Linked DNA regions of Mus musculus: region 2 is linked to region 1. Evidence: chromatin contacts called from public ChIA-PET data. All regions are on one chromosome and are shown on one strand. The core of a region is the stretch at or near the end of the contact, and the rest is flanking DNA. Distances in the headings are between cores, read along the strand shown. Region 1 overlaps Frmd4a (FERM domain containing 4A). Region 2 holds the start of Sephs1 (selenophosphate synthetase 1).

Evidence for each region. ChIA-PET counts read pairs in DNA pulled down with a chosen protein or histone mark.
Region 2: an RNA polymerase II ChIA-PET map of memory CD8 T cells shows a contact between it and region 1, with 47 read pairs. The contact joins the promoter of Sephs1 here to the enhancer-like site in region 1. A contact is called at or near these places in 5 of 39 promoter capture datasets (the C10 cell line, cranial neural crest, embryonic stem cells and 2 more), 7 of 484 Hi-C or Micro-C datasets (the N1E-115 cell line, cerebellar granule neurons, cerebral cortex and 4 more), 11 of 115 datasets of contacts at active chromatin or transcription factors (T-cell acute lymphoblastic leukemia, astrocytes, embryonic forebrain and 4 more) and 3 of 9 other capture datasets (adipose tissue, embryonic trunk and liver).

Annotation. Positions count from the first base shown.
Region 1 is chr2:4,579,692-4,582,621 of GRCm38.p6, reverse strand. The region is part of intron 14 of Frmd4a (FERM domain containing 4A); the gene reads right to left. Among named protein-coding and RNA genes, the nearest start is that of Gm13179, 13 kb to the left of the region's middle. Within about 2 kb of position 1,666, at least 43 of the 459 cell types and tissues checked have an H3K27ac peak or open chromatin away from gene starts, as enhancers often do. A contact at or near this core is called in T-cell acute lymphoblastic leukemia, group 2 innate lymphoid cells and memory CD8 T cells, where this site is marked.
Region 2 is chr2:4,880,115-4,882,848 of GRCm38.p6, reverse strand. It overlaps Sephs1 (selenophosphate synthetase 1), which reads right to left and starts at 1,285. Exons shown (of 9, transcript NM_175400.6): 1 at 989-1,285.

The DNA of each region.
Region 1 (2,930 bases), core at 417-2,916:
AGAAACTTAGCCCAGTGGGAATTTCTCCCACTATAAGTTCAGGACACAAATACATGATACTTTACCCTGTCCATCTGGGTTGGTTTGTTTGTCTGTAGACCAGGCTGGCCTTGAACTCTCAGTGATCACTTGCCTCTACTTCTGTGCTGGGATTAAAGGCCTGCATGACCACACCCAGCTGACAAACATAATTTCATAGTCTGTATCTGGCCTTGGGGAAGTCTGGCACTATAATTAGTCTGTTATCAATTGTTTGAACCAATACATATTGCACATGCAAGACCCCTCAGGGTTATATGTGAATCCCCCCCCCACCCCCGACAGGGTTTCTCTGCTGTCCTGGAACTCACTCTGTAGACCAGGCTGGCCTCGAACTCAGAAACCCGCCTGCCTCTGCCTCCCAAGTGCTGGGATTAAAGGCGTGTGCCACCTCGCCTGGCTGGCATTTCACCTTCTTGAGAACCATCCTGGTCCTACCTAGAAAGTGACCACCTTCTAAAATGTCTCCGAACTTGAAACACTGATTACCCAATAAACAACCAACTTAGGCCATTCCTTCTCAGCCATTAGCCTTCATTTCTTCAAGTTTTACCAAAGGAATGTTATAGACAGTATGACCTCCTTCCTTCACTACCCAAACCTCTAGGAATGGCACTCTCCCAACCCTGCCTCCTGACAGAGGCAGGCAGGGGTGGAGGGGTGGGGGCAGGGAGGAGGGGATGGATGTCTAATTACCAACAAGAGCCTAAAGGGTTTATCTCTTCCTGATCCTGAATACTAAATAGTCTTAAACTGGAGCTGTCTGTAAGATGAAATAAGAAGATAGATGTGTCATCTCTACTGTACCTGGAAGAGTGAAATTTCAAAATTGATACATGGAAAAAAAACAGTAGCCAGGCGCTGCCCGGGAAGGGATGGAAGGAATAGCGGGTTGGTGTAGGAGCCAGTGAAAAGCAGGTGAGATGAATATTTCTGAAAGGTAATTGATAATACATGAATATCCTTCTAGAGAGGGTACTCAGATGTACAGAAAAGGATAGTCTGGGAAACAAACTGGTATAGCGCCCTCCTAAAGCTGGAGCCTGCAGTCTGGGGTCTAGGGTTATTGGGTCTGTGTGTATGTTTCAGCTTAGCTTCTGAGTGGATCTGGGATGGGAGGTGGCAGGTTCTAGAACTTTCCTAGGTCTCTGTTTCCTGTGAACTGGGCAATGAAAACAGGGCTCTACAAATATTGGGAGAATGAAGCAGGATAACATTTGGGCGATGCTAAAAGATAACTCAGAACATGCTAAATGCCATGTGAATACTAGTCATTGTTCTTAGAAATCTTTCCTCGCTTTTATTAGGGTGTTGGCATCTCCATTTCAGAACGATTCATGTTGGGAAAAAAAAGGAAGAGCCCTGAGTGGACAGGCAAGAAAATGAGGAGTGGTGGCTGGTGTGGCTGGCCCTGTCAGTTCAGGAAGCTTGCGGGCAGAGGGGGAAAAGTGGGTTTTGTTTGTTTGTTTGATTGTTTAATAGAACTCAGCAGGGATTCTTACATGCTACAATTCATTGAGTCCTCAGAGAAGCGTTACCTCTACTCTTACCACAGAGGTCATGGTGGCTGGCACAGGGAGGCAGAGGTGGGGCACAAGCTCTGTTCTGTGTGGCCTGCTTATCCTTTGAATGGAAACTCGGTGAGAGGGGGAACATTCTGTCTCACTACTCTGGTGTCAAGGCAACAACACCCTGTGGGTTGCATCTGCTTGCATCTTCCTTCCTGGCAGGACCACATGCCACATACGCTGATCTCAAAACTCAAGAGAAGGCCAAAGGACAGGAAGCCAGTGGCGGTCTTCAGATCTCCTGGTGCGACAACAGAGGTTTTTGGAGTCCCTTCCATGTGCAAGGTAATATGGGGGAGACATAGTCTCAGCCCTCAGTTCCACCCACTGGAGGAATCGGAGACAAGCAAACAATGAGGATGGAGGGCACAATCGTTGCCCGGAAGCACCACAACACAGGGGCCAGCTAGGGGACTGGCTTGGTTTCTGAATGATCACTTCATTGAGGTGGTTCAGCCTCCCTCTGATGACAGCCAGGAAAACCTACCATCAGCTGAGTTCTCCAGAAAACCTTTCCTGAGTTAGTGAGATCTCTACTTGGATTCTAGGCTAGAGTTCACGATCATATTACACTCCTAACCCAAAGGCTTCTACTGAACGAGGTCACTGGAGGGAGGGAGGAAGAGCTGATGGTGAAGAAGACAGTTGGTTATAGGTGTATTTTTGGAGACAAGGTCTCTAGCTCAGGCTGACCTTGACCTCCATATATATGACCTTGACCCTGATTTTCCTGCCTCTACTTATTGAGTTCTGCCATTAAAGAGGTAAATATGAGCACCAGTCGTTTATATGGTGCTGGGATTGAATTTGGGGCTTTAAGTACGCCAGGTAAGGATTCCACCAAGGGAGCTACATTCCCAGCCCTAGGAAGATGATTATTATCCAAACATGGCTAGGCAAAGAAAGTCATTTTCAGTGGGCATTTGGGGATCTTCAGGGGAAACCAGATGGCATCACAGATATTACTGTGGACTTGGGACCCATTTTCCATTTTCCAGCTGGGGAACCTAGACCGGGCTGGTGGCAGCTGTATGTGAAGAGACCACATGTGGAGGGGCCACAGAGCAAACAGAAGCCCTCTCCCTGTGACCATATGGAAGGCTCTCCTCACTCAGCTGCAATGGAGAATTTGTTGCAGTCATTCCAAAGATCCCAAGCCAGTCGGCACCGGATATGAGTTTGCATCCTGCTGAGGATTCGCAGAGACCTGTGCATCTGTTTTCACAGACAGATGCAGATGAGCAGGCCCCCTGCTCCCACCCTCAATCCAGAAGGTGGAAGGGGAGCTTTCCTCTTTGGAAGGAAGGGAAATATAACACAAAT
Region 2 (2,734 bases), core at 36-2,535, 300 kb before region 1:
TAAAAACGCCTTACATCAAGAAAACTCAGCAGTTAAAAAACTCCCAAGTGCAAGGAGACCTAAGTCACACGGTTTGGCCTCAAAGGAAACTCCAGCTATTTGAAAAGGATGGAATTTGGGGTGTGCTTTGGGTAGAGGGAGTGCGTCCGACCTGGAAGCCACATGTTTACACCTTTAAAACAATGACATGAATATTTAAAGCCCGCGTTTAACCCCTTCGCTCCCGCGGGAGGCGGGCTCGGGCAGCGGGGTGCGGTGGGGCAGCACACCTACCTCCCCGCCAGCCCCCAGGCCCCGCGCGTGCTCACAGGCCCGGGCGCCGCGGCGTGCGCGCCGGGACCCCGCGCCCTCCATGGGGCCGGGCGCGGAGGATGCCACTCAGGGGACACCTTAAGTCTCAGGCTGCCGCCTTTAAAGGCACGGCGGGCGCGGGCCGCGTTCTTTGTACCGCGCCGCGCGGCTGCCGCGGGCAGGCCACCGGCAGGGCCATGCTGCACCGCAGGCCCCGCGTCGCCGCTGCCGCGGAGACCGTCGCCGGCGGGGACCGGAGGGACCCGAGGGCCGAGTGGGGGCGGGGAGGCCCGCGGCTCGGCGCCAGGACACTGGGCGGCTAAGGCAGAGCGCGCGCGCGCGCGGGCTCGCCGTCCGCGCCGCCACACAAAAATGTCGGCGGGCGAAAAGATTAACCCCTGCGTGGCCGCCGCCGCCCTCCCCCTCCGCTCCTCCCTCCCAACCCCGGCCCCGCGTGCCGCGGCGGCGACGGCGGAGGAGGCAGCGGCGCGGGCGGCGCTTCTTTTTTAAAGCGGCCCCACCAAAGCCTGGGCTCGGCCCCCTCTCCAGGCAGGGCGCGCGAAGGGCCCCGGTGCACGGCTCCCCGGCGGTCCCGGGCGGCCCGGAGGGGGATTTGCAACGGCCGCGCCGGGCCTGCGGCCCGCTATTCCCCTTTAAGCCTGCTGCCTCGCCCCCCCTCGCCAGGCCCGCCGCTTACCGGCTCGCTTTGCGCCCTCCGCCTCCTCCCGAAAACGGGCCGCGGCGCTCCCACAATGCACCGGGCGCGCTGGGCTCCCTTAAGCGTCGCCTGAATTTAAAAAAAAAAAAAAAAAAAATGCTGCTCCCGGTGGCGGCGGCACCGCCGGGCGCTCGGACGCCGCGTGGAGCTCGGCCTAGGCTGGGCGCGGCCCTCCGGGAACCGGGCCGCCGCGCTCCCGCCGGCCGGGCGCGTGAGGGTCCCTTTAAGAGCGGCCACCTCCCTTTAAGGCGGCGGGCCGGTGGCCGGAGCGCCTCCGGGTTGCTGGTGGCGGTGGCAGCGGCGGTGGTGGCTGCGTGCGGCCCGGGAAGGGGGCGGGGGCGCTGTGCAGAGGCCCGAGCGCGGCAATGATTGGTCTCGGGGGAGGGGGTGGGGGGTTGCAAACCCCAGGAACGGTGGCATCCGTTGCATGATGCAAAAGAAAAAAGAAAGGAAAAAAAAGGGGGGGGGGTAGATTGATTTCAAAAGTTGCGAGCAGCACTGGCAGCAACCTTGAGTGATGGGGGCCACCTACTTTCGCATCTCTGTCCCGCGAGAAGGGAACAGAGTGTTTTTGTTTTTTGCACAACCTGGCTGGGTGCGATCCCCGCATCACCCACGGGATGCAATACCTGCTCCCGAATCTCTGCTGCAGTGAGACTGTGCCCATGGGAACAATGTGCAGAGTGTAGGAGCCAAGGTCGCCCCCAGTGAGACATTTGAAAACCCAACTTAACCCCGCGCTCCATTCTCAGTGACTCCCATCTTTTCTTCATTCTATTGTTTGAGCGTAGCTCCGCATTTCTTTGGAGTCCCAGTGAAATATGCAAATGCTCTGTGAAGTTTCTTGAATCTTTGATCTGCATTTTGGGGAGGGAGAGTTTATGTTGTCCGGGTTATACCATTTGTTCTTCTCATGTCCAAGTAAACATGGCAGACTAATCCTGTGTGCTTGAATTGACATTGGTAATGCGGTTTCACTTGAAGTAACTTCAGATTTCCGACTTCGTACTGCATTGCTGGTGCAGAGCGTGTCCCTTCGAAGGACTTCTCTGGAAAGCTGAGCAGAGCAAACTTGGTTAGGAATAGGTTCGCATTTTCCCGATTATTTAGAAGCAGAACTGTTGTATCTTTTGGCTGTCTTTAGGTTCGTACACCCCGCAGATGTCCTTTTCATTCCTGAAATTGCCATTTGCCTGTTTCTTAGGAGTGGGATCTAGGGTGCAAAGTGTGGCGAGATGGACACAGGCATCTCCTGCCTTTGTGTCTTTTCTCCACAATACATTTGGGAGAATACAGTAGCACCTGGGCTCCTTAGCATCAGACTTCGGACATCGATTTATCGTTGATGAACGTGGAGTTTCTTCTGAATGGTCAGAAGACACAAACACAGCCTCACCAGATACCACACCAGGACTCCAAAGCCAGAGGGAAAGGGTTATACAGTTACATTTGTCCGGTTCTGCCTTTTAAATTTGATTTTGCATTTTAAACAATGTAACTTTTTTTTGTTCCTCACTTAGTTAAAAAAAAAAGTGATTTTTTTTTTCAAAAGATTTCACAATGAGAAAAAAAAAAAGTGGATGACACAGCAGGACCCCATGTCTAGATTTGTGTGTCCCTCCAAGGAGACTTAGCTCTTTGTTAATGTTGAAGGATGCTCTTTCTCAGTGGTGATGGAGGAATAATACCCTGGGTTAGGGGTTATTGTTTTAATGAAGCTGTACT